Linked DNA regions of Pan troglodytes: region 1 is linked to region 2. Evidence: chromatin contacts called from public HiChIP or PLAC-seq data. All regions are on one chromosome and are shown on one strand. Each heading gives the region's core, a stretch centred on a gene start, on an enhancer-like site or on the middle of the called end of the contact. The rest is flanking DNA. Distances are from core to core; before and after follow the strand shown. Region 1 holds the start of LOC107968425 (non-histone chromosomal protein HMG-14). Region 2 holds the start of ST8SIA2 (ST8 alpha-N-acetyl-neuraminide alpha-2,8-sialyltransferase 2).

Region 1 (6,621 bases), core at 923-3,422, 320 kb before region 2:
CTCCTGGGTTCAAGCGATCCTCCTGCCTCAGTCTCCCGAGTAGCTGGGACTACAGGCACCTGCCATCACGCCCAGCTAATTTTTGTATTTTTAGTAGAGACGGGGCTTCACCACGTTGGCCAGGCAGGTCTTGAACTCCTGACCTCAGGTGATCCGACTGCCTCTGCCTCCCAAAGTGCTAGGATTACAGGAGTGAGCCACCGTGCCCAGCCATGTGGATACATTCTTCAGCCTTGATTTCTGAGATATTAGTGCACCTGTTACTGAAGCAGTGTATGCTGTACCCAATGTGTAGTCTTTTATACCTCGCCCCCCGACCAGCCTTCCCCTGCAAGTCCCCAGAGTCCATTATATCACTCTTATGCCTTTGCCTACTTATAGCTTACCTCCCACTTATAAGTGAGAACATATGGTATTTGGTTTTCCATTCCTGAGTTACTTCACTTCGAATAATGGCCTCCAGCTCCATCCAAGTTGCCGCAAAAGACATTATTTCGTTCCTTTTGATGGCTGAGTAGTGTTCCATGGGGTATATATGCTACATTTTCTTTATCCACTTACTTAGACCACATTTTAAAAATCTGTTAATCTGTTTAAGGATATTTGGGTTGCTTCCACCTTTTGGCTATTTCAAAAACTATTGAAATTAAAAATAAATAAATAATTTTTTTAAAAAATAAACATTTAAAAATTTGAGTCCCTGCTTTTAATTATTTTAGGCATATACTCAGAAGTGGAATTTATGTTTAATTTTTTGAGGAACCACTATACTTTTTCCCATAGCAGTACACAAGGGTTTTAATTTCTCCACATCCTTGTTGACATTTTTTATTTTCTGATTAAAAAAAAATTAGAGCCATCCTAATGGGTATGAAGTGATTGCGGTGGGGTTTGATGTGCATTTCCTGGAGAAATTGGTATTTATTTATTTATTTATTGTTTAGGCCACATTTTTAAAATATTTTTTTCATAATTGAGATTTTATTGGTTGAGGATCAGTACAGACATTTCAATTTGTACACAAATCTTAACATACGTAACGAAATTCTAAAAAGCCATGTATTGTAATTCTTTTTTAAAGTTATTCCAGTGACTTTCCAGCTTAAAATTTGGAAGCAAATTTTCCTTAAGAGGCTATCAAGTACCAGTATCTTCACATGTTGGTCAGCTGTTACATACGGCCCACCAGTTCACAACTCAATAGCACGTACACTACATGTTCAAATTTGTAATCTTTCACAGCACAGTAAGTTATTAGGAAAACAGGACTACCACAACCAAAGATGTTACAGAGTACACACAATTCTGACAGACAGAGCCATGATCAAAGAGTGGTTTTCTTTAGGAAACAATTATACTAAAAAACAACATGGTAATAGAAGTAATTAAAAATGTTCAAGACATTAAATGCAGGACTGACTCCATATTGCCATTTAATATGCTTTGTATTATGGGATATAAAAACTAACCCCCCATCTATGGAATGTTAAGCTGACACCCGAGACAGTCAGAGCCTCCCATAATTCAATATCCCACACTATTTTCTGGTTGTACCAAAAAATAAACAACCAGCAAATGATTTCACCTCTTAAAAAAAAGCATTTACACTTAAAAAATGGGATGAGGTGGGATTCCCTCCTCCTTAAAAATGTTTCTAGAGCTACTAAAAAACTTGCATTTACAAAATAGTTGATATAAATTTTCCTCTGGATTGTACAAGAAGGGAGACAGGGACCACTGATGAGACATGGTATATGGTTATTAATCAGACTTGGCTTCTTTCTCTCCTGCTTCATCAGAGGCTGGACTCTCCTCAGTTTTCGTTTCCCCGTTTTCTGCAGGTAAATCTTCTTCAGTTTCTTGGTTAGCCACTTCGGCCTGTTTTCCCTTTGCTCCCCTTTTCCCTTTTGTTTGCACTTTTTTGTCTGAAGATTTATCCTTCGCTGCTGCCTTTTTCGGCTTCGCTTCCACTTTTGCAGGAGGTTTAGCTGACAACCGCGCCGATCTCCTCTTGGACTCTTTCTTGGCGGCGCCTTCGGCGGAGCTGACCTTCCTCTTGGGCATCCTGGCGGCGGGGAAGGCGCGTGCCGGGTGCCTGCGGGCCGCGGCGCGCCGAGAGCCTTCGCGAAACTGGGCTGCCTTGCCGCTGCCGCTCCTCCCGCCGCCCGAGCTGCTGAGCTAGGCCACATTTATTTATTGTTTAGCTCCCTAGTCAGGAGCCTGTGCAGCGTGGCCCAGTGGTTACGAGCGTGGTATCTGGTGTGTGACGGGCCTGAGGGAGAATGCCAGTGAGAGGTGACAGCGTGCTGGCAGCTCTTGCAGCCCTTGCTCGCTCTCGGCACCTCCTCTGCCTGGGCTCCCACTTTGGCGGCACTTGAGGAGCCCCTCAGCCCGCCGCTGCACTGTGGGAGCCCCTTTCTGGGCTAGCCAAGGCCGGAGCCGGCTCCCTCAGCTTGCAGGGAGGTGTGGAGGGAGAGGCGCAGGCAGGAACCCGGGCTGCGTTCGGCGCTTGCAGGCCAGCGCGAGTTCCGGGTGGGCGTGGCCTCGGCGGGCTCCGCACTTGGAGCGGCCGGCCGGCCCACAAGCCCCAGGCAGTGAAGGGCTTAGCACCTGGGCCAGCAGCTGCTGAGCTCGACTTCTCGCCGGGCCTTAGCTGCCTCCCCGCGGGGCAGGGCTTGGGACCTGCAGCCCGCCAAGCCTGAGCCTCCCCTCCCTGCGGTGGGCTCCTGTGCCCGGCCCGAGCCTCCCCGACGAGCACCGCCCCCTGCTCCAAGGTGCCCAGTCACATCGACCACCCAAGGGCTGAGGAGTGCGGGTGCACCTGCCTCCCCGGTGTGGGATCCACGGGGTGAAGCCAGCTGGGCTCCTGAGTCTGGTGGGGACTTGGAGAATCTTTATGTCTAGCTAAGGGATTGTAAATACACCAATTGGCCCTCTGTATCTAGCTAAAGGTTTGTAAACACACCAATCAGCCCCCTGTGTCTAGCCAGGGTTTGTGAATGCACCAATCACACTCTGTATCTAGCTGATTTAGTGGGGAGGTGGAGCACTTTTGTGTCTAGCTCAGGGATTGTAAAGGCAGCAATCAGCACCCTGTCAAAACGGACCAATCAGCTCTCTGTAAAATGGACCAATCAGCAGGATGTGGGTGGGGCCAGATAAGACAATAAAAGCAGGCTGCCCGAGGCCGCAGTGGTTTTGTTTCGGTCTTGACAATAAGTCTTGCTGATGCTCACTCATTGGGTCCACATTGCCTTTATGAGCTGTAACACTCACCACGAAGGTGTGTAGCTTCACTCCTGAAGCCAGCGAGACCATGAACCCACCTGGAGGAATGAACAACTCCAGATGCGGTGCCTTAAGAGCTGTAACACTCACCGCGAAGTCTGCAGCTTCACTCCTGAAGCCAGTGAGACCACGAAGCCACCAGAAGGCATAAAACTCTGAACACATCCGAACAACAGAAGGAACAAACTCCGGACACGCCGCCTTTAGGGACTGTAACGCTCACCGCGAAGGTCCGCGGCTTCATTCTTGAAGTCAGTGAGACCAAGAACCCACCAAGTCCGGACACACCAGTGCCCTGGTGGACTCTCGATGATACTAGTGAGTCACAGCTGCCCTAAATCTCAATGTCTTTACCTGTCGGTTGGGGTTCATAGTAATTCCTTCCACCTGGGTGGGTTAGAGGAAGACATGAACTAGGGCATGTATAGCTCTCAGCACAGTTCCCGCCACACAGTAATAGTCAAAAATGGTATCGGTGTATACAGAAGCTCAATGCAGAAATTAGTGAACCAGGGAGGTGCTTACGTCTATCTGGCTGCAGAGGGCCTTCTACCTCCCTTTGCCAACATCTTTCTTCCCCACCACAACCACATTACTGACATCCTGTCCCCATATGAGGCATGTTTAGCAAAGAGGTGCTCATCGTGAGCCCTGCACTCAGTGGTTTCTTGAGTTCCTCTCAGTGCCAGAGTCTGGGACTGTCACTGGAAGCTACTAAGCTGATTCCCAAGAGTAAGAGTCTTAGTTGGAACAGATCAGTGTCACCTAGCATCATCCTAGGCCCTTGGGACCATTCAAGGCTCCTGGCCCACATTCTTTCCTCTGAACACCACCACCTGTGCCAGGGTTCCTGCCCCAGGCTTGGTTAGGAACAGACTGAGCAGGACACCTGAATGATATCCGAAGATTTGATCTGCTCAGGGCAGCTTCTGCTGAGAAGGACTCCCCCCTGGGGCAAGCAGAGGCTGCCGGCTGCAGGCATAGGAGCTGGTGGGTTTGATAAAGAGGCCAAGTGTTGTCATTACTAGACACATGGTAGGATACTTGGGGGAAATGGGTCGTCTCGGACTTCATTAAATGTGTTCACCCTTTGCAATTTGAACGGAGCAGGAAATATTTTTGAAATAGAGTGCAACAGGTTCACTGAGGAGTCAGAAAGCTTGGGAGGAGAGAGAGCCTGGGGCAGGACATAGGTCCGATTTTCTTTCAAGGAGCCAGTGATAACTTTGTAGGATGATTGGTTTTTGGATCTTCGCCAGGTGGTTTCTGTTTACTGTGCAGGAACAATTGGTAAAGGAAGAGATGGTATCTCCACTGAGCAATTAGAGAGCAACAGAAACAGTCTTGGAGAGGCTTGAGCTCGAGGGGGGCCCAGGCTGATGGGGCTGAGAGCGGAGAGGCGAAGGGGGTGGCTGGCCAGGAGGAAGGGCAGAGGCCAGTGCTGAGCTGGTGAGATTTCACGCAGCACTGGGAGTTTCCTGAAGTGGGCATGCTGCAAAGAAATTCTTTTCTAGGGGAAGAGTTGCAACAGAAGGTTCTTCAACCATTCAGAGGGCTTGAGGAGTCGGGGGGCCTGGGAGACCCCCGTCTGGCATGCAGTAACTATTTATTGAGCTTATGAATTCGATCTGCTTTTTGTTCTTACAGGCCCTTTGGTGAAGAAGCCAGACTAGACTCAAGTTGGGGAGAGAGAGGATGCAGGCAATTCTGGTCAGGGAGTACAGCCTGGAGGAGGTGATGTTTGAGCTGGGTCCTGAGGGGTGCATAGGAGTTTAGCTAGATGAACCATGAAGTAAGGGCAGAGGTGAGTGGGAGCTGGGTGGTCGAGGCCTAGGCAGAGGAAACAATTAATGCAAAGGCCCTAAGGTGAGTAATGATGTGGGAGAGTCTGAGAATCTCCTGATGCTCACATGGCTGGAATATAAGGTCTCCCATAGTGGTTGTGTAGTCCTAAGTTGAAGTTGAAGAGGGAAGCAGGGGCCAAGTCATGCTGAGCCTCTTGTGTCTTGTAAGCCTTGCCAGGGAGTTAGGATCTTATCCTGAAGACAATAGGATCCACTGGAGGGAGGGTTTGAAGCAGGGAGTGACGTGGTAAGAGATGACTTTTCAAGAGATGACTCTGTGGAGACGGGGTGGGTGAGGCAAAACTCAGGCAGGCGCCAGGACTGCCCTCCTCCAGACTAGGCTGACTCTCTTCCAGGGTGCAGATGGAGGTTAGAGCTAAGATGACGGAAATAGGAAGGAGTGGAACGTGCCCTTTTCTGCTGCCAGCTCCAGAGGGTATCGCCCTTAGAACTGCGTAGTGCACATCTCCTTACATCCTGCGGCACCTCTGAGTGAACAGATTGAAGAGGACCAAGAGGTGGTTTGATTGAAATCAAAGATGACTTGCAGGTTTCTGACTTGGTAACTTGGAGATTAGGGGATGTTGGTGCCATTCACTGAGTCAGAGAACACAGGAAGTCAGCAGGTTTGGGAGGCCATGACTGGCAGGAACTGGGAAAGCAGAGGGGAGGCAGGGCCTGGGTGTCAGCACAAAGCCCTTGAGAGTGAGGACCCTCTGCTATCTGTCTGCCTCACAGCGCCTGGCTCCAGCTGGACACGAGGCAGCCTCTTTTGACTCCCCCAGGGGTTGATCCAGGCTCTTCGAGGCAATTTGGGTTAGGGTTGAGAAGGGGGGTGATTTGGGGGTCAAAAGCTAGTGATGAGAAAAGTGAATGCCACAGGCTGGCCATTGTGGCTCATGCCTGTAATCCCAGCACTTTGGGAGGCTGAAGAGGGAGGATCACTTGAGCCCAGTAGTTCAAGACCAGCCTGGGCAACACAGTGAGACCCCTGTCTTCACACACACACAAAAATTTAGCAGGGTACGGTGGTACACACTTGTATTTCTAGGTACTAAAGAGGCTGAGGCAGGAGGAGCTCTTGAGCCTAGGAGTTTGAGGCTGAAATGAGCTATGATTATAGCACTGTACTCCAGCCTGGGTGACAGAGAGAGACCCTGTCTCTTAAAAACAGAAAGAGCGAACACCACAAAAAGAGCCTCGAAGGATACTCTGTGTTGTCTCCGTGATGACCTCAAACAGAGAACCCATGAAGGTAGCTGGTCATTACAGGGTTACCGCCCTTCTAGAACAAACCATACAAAAGGAAAGCCCCAAACACCTGGGTTGTCGAATTGACTTCAAACCAAATGCAATCAACCTGACTTTGCTTGTAACCCAGGGATCTTGGAAGACTCCAGAATGAGCCTGAAGTCTGGCTTATCAGTCAGGGAGCTGCTCAACCCCACATTTGCACCAGGGTCTACTGCTCGCTGCTCTGCAGAGAACA
Region 2 (7,188 bases), core at 4,023-6,522:
TGGATGGCATCAGTTCTGATGGGTCAGATGTCCATTCTAACAGGTTGGTGCTGGAGAGGGAGCAGTTGTTAAATATCTTTACTATCTCCCCTGCTCCAGACACCTAGATGCCCAAATATACAGCATGTAGTATCGAGGCAGGCCCTTTTGATTGACATCAGAATCAGGTTTGCAATGGAATAGGAGCTTTCCTTCCTCTTGTCACTTTAGCCCCAGGCTCCACCTCAGTCTGGAATGCTCATACCTATGGCAGGTGACCTTGTGTAACAGGTTGGGGTTAATGCCATTCTGTCCTCCAGCATGGCACTGAACTTAGCTGGACTAGAGGGACATTTTGGGGAGATGTGCTCAGAGTCCTCCTCTGGTCCTCCTCATTCACCTTCTGTCTTTCTAAATGACTGATGGAGAAACTACTAAGGCCAGACCAGGCTCTCAGGAAAACTCTGGGCCTTTAGAAGAACCACTGGGGATGAGTTGGTCTTCAGATATATTCCTTAACATTATTAGCTCAGGGTAAAAAAAATAACTCAGAGGACAGGGCAGTCTAGCACGATGGTCAAGAGCATGCATGGGGTTCGGCCTTCCATAGAGCTGCTTTATCACCAGTTTATCAGCAGGGTATACAACCTCTCCAGGCCTCGGTTTCTTCATCAATAAATGGGGATAGAAATGGTACCTACCTTAGAGGGTTCTGGTGAGGATCCAGCAAATGTGTTTCAAAGCAGTTAGCCTAGCATCTGGTTCACAGAGCTCTACAAACAGTGCCACTGGCAGGTGACCACTGGATTGCCACGAGGCTGGAATGTGTTAACATCTATAAAGCGCTTGGAGTAGCTCTTGGCTTTTAGGAAGCAGTCAGTAAACGCTAACCGTGATCATCATCTTCACCGTTGTCATAATTGCTATTGTTACCTTTACTAGTCACTCAACTTCTCTTTAACAAGATTTCTGTAATTCCTTTATGGGTAGAGGAACTAATATGAGGATTAGGACATTGGGTTACAAAAGAGGAGACCTGTGCAAGCCTGCTCTGCCCTTAACCAGCCAGGCTGTGATCTCAGATTAGTGATGTTATTTCTCAGTGTCAAATTCACCCTAACTGATAAAAAGGAAAGGTTTCTACAGGGAGAGCCCTATGCTCTCTTCTTGTCCCAAGGCTCAGTGAGTTTCTTTCTTTCTTTTTTTTTTTTTGAGATGGAGTCTCGCTCTGTCGCGCAGGCTGGAGTGCAGTGGCGTGATCTTGGCTCACTGCAACCTCTCCCAGGTTTCAAGCCATTCTCCTGCCTCAGCCTCCCGAGTAGCTGGTATTACAGGCACCCGCCACCATGCCTGGCTAATTTTTGTACTTTTAGTAGAGATGGAGTTTCACCATGTTGGCCAGTCTGGTCTCGAACTCCTGACCTCAGGTGATCTGCCTGCCTCGGCCTCCCAAAGTGTTGGGATTACAGGCGTGAGCCACCGTTCCCGGCCAGCTCTGAGTTTCAACTTTGCCCAAGGATGCTGTGTGTGCCCATCACTGTGCCAGACTCAGGAAAATATTTATCCAACAGATGTTTATTGAATGCCTTGTGTGCCCAGTTCCATGGACACCATGATGGGCAAGACAGCTACGCCTCACAATCCCCTAGTGGAAGTTACACTCAAGATTAAAGGCCAAGAAACAATCAGAAGATTTTAGCTTACAACTTGGTCGAATTGGATCTAAAACTTGGGAGTGTGCATGAATTGATCAGGGACTATTTTACCAAAGCCCCACCCAATTTCTGACTTAGAATTTGAATTCACTCCTTGGCTACCAGGCAGGACTCTCTAGGTGCTTTGCAGAGAACTTATCTTTCTACATTTTGTTTTCTTAGTCAGCTCCAGTTGAATGAGAGCAAGAGAGTCAGAAATGGAACTTTGGAAAATAATCACTAAGGAAAAGAGATGTGTGTCTCAGAAAACTCCCCTCAAAGAAAGCCCTGCCCCTCAATTCATGATGTATAATTTTTCAGGCAGGACAGGACCTCTGAGACCACCACATTAAAAGCCTCATTTTATAAAAAAAGAGAATCAAAAGCTTCAGAAAAGTAAATCTCAGTTTTATCCCTCCAGATAATACACATGTAATTCACTTTCTTCTTTCACTTTTTAAAATTCCTTAATCCTTGAAAAAGTTACCCCCAAAAGAGGTTCCTTCTATCTTTCCTTCCTTCCAACAGATCACAGGGTCCCACTGTTCATTACTTTCCAGAAACAGCCATCCTTTTACAGAGCCATCGCTTTCTCCCAGGGGCCGACACGCGCAGATCATCTGTAATCCTCCCTAGCACAGGTCCGGAGTAAGCTGGGGATGGAGGGGCAGGGCTGGTGCAAAAGCCTCTTGTGCCTGAGTATGATTCGAGTTCTCCAGGAAGGCATATGGTGAGGAAGGCGGAGCCCTCTTGACGCCCCTCACTGGCCAGTGTGCCAAGGCTCTTACTGGGCACTGAGCCCAGCTGCCCAAAGTTGGGGTAATTCCAAGAATGAATTTAGTGTTAAAACCTCACTTGTGCCGGGAGGGGTGGCTCACGCCTGTAATCCCAGCACTTTGGGAGGCTGAGGTGGGCAGATCCCCTGAGGTGATTGAGACCAGCCTGGCCAACACGGTGAAACCCCGTCTCTAATAAAAATACAAAAATTAGCCTGGTGTGGTGGCTCGTGCCTGTAATCCCAGCTACTCAGGAGGCTGAAACAGGAGAATTGCTTGAACCCGGGAGGCGGAGGTTGCAGTGAGCCGAGATTGTGCCACTGCACTCCAGCCTGAGCGACAGAATGAGACTCCGTCTCAAAAAAAAGAAAAAGAAAAAAAGAAAAATGACAAAAAACAAAAACAAACAAACAAAAAAAACCCTCACTTGTAAGCAGACAGAAGGTGCTGTTGGGATTCCCATGCTCTGCCCATGTGTTTCCTCCTCCAGCCGTGGTGAATCCCAAAATATGCCTCCATTCCTCTGGATTAAACATGTGTGGGGCTGACCGTGGGTGGGGCAAGAGTGCCCATCCCAGTCGAAAGGCATATGCAGTGTTGACCTAAGGCAGCTACATCAGCCTAGGAGAGAAGGTGTCTCAGGCTTGGTCAGGACTGGTCAAGCCAGTGGTCAGCCTGGGACGAGAGGCAAGAGAGGGAAGGAAGATGCCACAGGAGGTGACACATCGTACTTGTTTGACCGTTTTTTCCTAGGATTGGCCCAGCAGAGACAGGATAAAAAGAAGCAGGGAGCACTCAAGTGAGACAAGTCCCAGGGGCGTGTACATATATGGGAACAACCTGATGTGGGGAGCGTAGGCTTCACCGTGCATTTGGCAAGGAAGTGCAACATTATGTGCAAAGTGATCTCCTGATTGCATTTTAAAAATTAAAAGTTCCCAGCATGTGGAAGGTATTTGGTAAGAATTCAGTGAATGGCTGACCTAGGGGTGCCTGGATAAGCACAGCACTTATGTTTTTATAACAGAACAATGGGCAGCGCCGGGCCTTCCCTCTCACATGGGCAAAGGTCAGCAAGTGATCTGAGCCGGGCAGTGCCCCCATCCGGAATAAGAAGCCGAAGAGCCTAGAGGAAGGCCCTCCTCACCGCATCTTCCATTACCCCAAGACGTGACTTGCCCGATTTCCTTTCCGATCCACGTTTCTGAGGCGAGCAGCTATGAAAAGTAGCATGTTTATCTCTGCGTGGGAGTTGGTGGCACGTTGTGTATTAACTGCGCAGCATTTGTGAAAGTTTTCAGAGCTCTTGGGGAAACCGAGAATGAGAGGAGAAAGAGGCAGGGAGAGGGGTTCTGGACGCCCAGTGGAGTTCACAGAAGGAATTCCGGGGAGATGGGCAGGGGCGGGGAGAAAATGAGAGCAGGAAGCGGCACTTGTCCCAAGTTTTTGTCCTTGGGGCCTCGGCATCCCCCCTGGGCCCAGGACTGGCATCTCCCATTTGAGGGACTGACAGTGTGGCGGACCCTCAACTAGCACAGATAACAAATGAAGTAACAAATGGGACAAAGGAGGGGCGCACGCGGCGCGGGACTCGAGAAGAGCGCCTGGCAGAGCACAAATCCCACAGAGGAAGAGACCTTCTGCCCTCTCTGAGACCTCACCTTCCCCTTGCCCAGGGCCAGGAAGCTCTCCTCGGGCCTCCTCAGAACCCCGGCTGCCTCCCCACCTGTCGTCTACCGCCCTTTGGAGGTTCTGGAGAGGGGCCCGGCCCGGCGAGCCGAAGGCTGCGGGGCGGGGCGCGAGTCTCAGCCCCTGGGACACACAGCCGGTGCGTCCCGCGCCTCAAGTGCGCACTCCAGGAAGTCCGGAGCCGGGAGGATCCGGGATCGCGGTCCCACCCTATCTCTGGCGAGGTCGGAAGAAAAAAAGGGCCAGATCGCCCGCCTGAGGGCCCAGAAGCCCACCGGGCGGCGGTACAGACTTTCCCGAAATGTCTCCGTCTCCGCGCTGCGAGCGCACAGGAACCCAGGGTCGCCGGGGTCGCCGCGGCTTGGCTGAACGTCCAAAGCCAGGCGAGGGCGGGGGTCTCAGTCCAGCTATGCGAGCCCTTCTCTAGTGGTGCCAGCTCCTACGCCGGGCTCCCGGGCCGGCGGGAGGCGCGTGTGCCTGTCTGTGTGTGCAGGGGACATTCCGCTTCCCAGTAGCCCATGCAGAACCCCGCCCTCCGCTCCGGCCCGGGGAACCCCTCCCCCAGCTCAGAGATCGCTGCGCGCCCCCTGCCCACTTTGCCAAGGCGAGAAAGCGGCCGTGCTGGAGACAAAGAAACTCCTGCCTCCCTCCACTCTCGGCCCCTCCGCCCGCCCGAGACACTCCCCGGCGCCCTCCCGAGACACTCCCCGGCGCCCTCCCTCGACCCCGGCGACACTGCGCTTGGACACGCCAGGCAGGGGGGCAGGGTGGGCGAGTCCGCTTCCAGACGCGGGCCAGCTGGGGGCTTCCCGTGAACCCCGCCCGGGGACACCCCACAGCAGCCGCGCCCCCACCCTCCTCTCCCCAAACCGTCCCGGGCCCCTGTCGCCGCCACCTTCTGCCAAACCGTCCCCATCTCTCCAGCGGAGCTACAGCGGGGCGCGGCGCACACAAAGGGGGTCGGAGGGTGGAGAGTACAGAAGGAGGGAGAGATCCCGCCAGGGCTCGTGGCACGGGCCTGGGCGCAGCTATTTACCCGATTTCTTCTTCGATCTCTGAGATGTCTGCGAAGATGAGGAAGACCACGAGCAGCGTGAGCGCGGCCAGCATCCAGCTCCGGAACTGCAGCTGCATGGTGGGTTCGCGCCCGCCGGGACCCACGCGGGCCGGCGCGAGGAGCAGGGGCTGGAGGGCGCAGCGGCGGACGCCGGAGCCTCCGCGCGCCGCGCGCAGCTGGGCAGACACCCTGCGCTCCGGACGAGTCCGGGCCGGCGGCGGCAGCGGCAGCGGCAGCGACAGGCAGGGGTTGCTCAGGCGCGGCGAGCCCGCTCGCTCCCTCTCGGCTCCCGCCTGCCCCTCCCTCCCTCCTCTCCCTTCCCCCGCCCCGCGCCCGGCTCCGCGCGCAGTTTGACAGCTTTGCTCCGCGCCTCTGCTCGCCTCCTCCCACCAACTCCAGCGTCCGGGCGCTAGCCTTTGCTTCTCCCGCCTGGCTTTATTCAGCTCCCGAGGGCGCGGGGATGCAGCCGGACGCCACTCCTGGCCTAGAGAGGCTGGGCTCTGGCCACCGCGAGCGACCGGGTACGGAGCTGAGCCCAGGGAAGTGCGCGCACCGCCCGGCGCACCCCTCAGGCTGGCAAACGCCCTCCCTCGCCCGCTCTTTGTCCAGCTCCTTCGCCTCCTCGCAAAGTTTTCTCGACACAAAGACCAACACCTGGGGACAGCCCCCAGCGCGCGGCGAGAAGGCGGTTTCAGCCAGGCAGATGTTTCAGCAGTTGATGAATTAGGAGGGGAGGTGGGGGAAGGGGAGGAGAGAAGAAATATCCAAGACAGGCCAACTTCGGTGAAGATGCTGACTACAGTTTGTGGGCGAGGCTCTCAGCCCTCGAGAAACCACTCCCTCCAGGTGCTTATCTTGATCTCCATTTATAGACCCGATACTGGGTCGGGAGAGCTCTCCGAGCTGCCCCCAGATCACGCAATCCTGGCTGGAACCCTCGGCTAGAACCCCAATGGGAGACTCAGCGCCCGCCTTCCCTCCGCCCTCGCGGTGCTGACGCCGGGTGGCCTTCATCTCCCCAGTTCTTGGACTCTTAATGACCCCAAAATCAATAACCGCGGGAGTCCTGTCTTGATCAAAATGCCTTCTAGAAAAATATGGCTCCCACAAGGGGTAATGCCCCCCACCCTTCCGAATATTTTACACTTTCACAGCCTTAGACAGTTTAAGTCAAATTACATTTCACACCAACCATTAGCCAGGGGTGGGAAGGGCCCCATTAAGTTTTACTGGAATTAGATAATTACCTTTTATTTTCTTTGCACGAATTGGAACAATTCCTGAAATTAAGAAATGTAACTTTCCAGAAATGATCATCTGGTTTATGAAAGCGTCCTTTGGGTTTGAGTGTGGGGAGGAGTCCTGTTGGAGAAGCTACATGGAATGTCCTGAGTGCTGGAAACCACACCCCAGTGAATGGGAGGGGCGGGTTGGCCTTATCCCCTGGACCACTCAGAGGAGTTTGGCGAGGGGCTGGCAGCAGCCAAGTCCCTTCATGGCGCCCCCGGGGATGTAAGATTTTCTACCAAAGCACTGCTTGTGCCCAGAGCCCTTCTGCCCCTTCGTGTGTAAGGAGGGGCAGGAGGGAGGCTTCCAAGCCGGGGGCTGCTGCGCTTGTTGACCCTGGGAGCCAGGGCAGGCTCTCCCCTGCAGGAAGAGGTCCCATCACCCAGCCTGGAGAGTGGATTGGGGAAGCAGCACAGCGTCAAGGGAGAGCTCTGCATCACCTCCTTTCAGGAGTGCCAGGAGCAGATGTCTTTTCCCCACAGGAAGCGTGTACTAATTCCCACCTCAGCGCTTCATTTCCTTCCCATCCCTTGGCGAAGTCAGTGCACCCTGCTCCTTTTACAGTAAACACTTCGAAAATACCATGTATTTTTCTTGGGGTGAGGTTTTTCTGATGTTGAGAACAATGTTGGACGTCACTCTCCCTGTCTGTTAGAGGCAGGGATGAGATGTCAAAGGAGGGTTTCCCATCAGTGTGGCTGGCACG

Evidence for each region. HiChIP or PLAC-seq counts read pairs in DNA pulled down with a chosen protein or histone mark.
Region 1: a contact with region 2 is called in an H3K4me3 HiChIP or PLAC-seq map of stem cell-derived excitatory neurons, with 5 times the contacts expected there. The contact joins the promoter of LOC107968425 here to the promoter of ST8SIA2 in region 2. A contact is called at or near these places in 2 of 7 Hi-C or Micro-C datasets (induced pluripotent stem cells and stem cell-derived neural progenitor cells) and 1 of 1 datasets of contacts at active chromatin or transcription factors (stem cell-derived excitatory neurons).

What each region holds. Positions count from the first base shown.
Region 1 is chr16:84,506,007-84,512,627 of NHGRI_mPanTro3-v2.0_pri, reverse strand. LOC107968425 (non-histone chromosomal protein HMG-14) reads right to left here and starts at 2,172. Exons shown (of 1, transcript XM_016927467.3): 1 at 1,744-2,172. The coding sequence starts at 2,064. The coding sequence ends at 1,762. All of the region lies in intron 3 of LOC107968485 (histone H2A.V-like), which reads left to right.
Region 2 is chr16:84,192,426-84,199,613 of NHGRI_mPanTro3-v2.0_pri, reverse strand. It overlaps ST8SIA2 (ST8 alpha-N-acetyl-neuraminide alpha-2,8-sialyltransferase 2), which reads right to left and starts at 5,272. Exons shown (of 6, transcript NM_001037300.1): 1 at 5,175-5,272. The coding sequence starts at 5,272.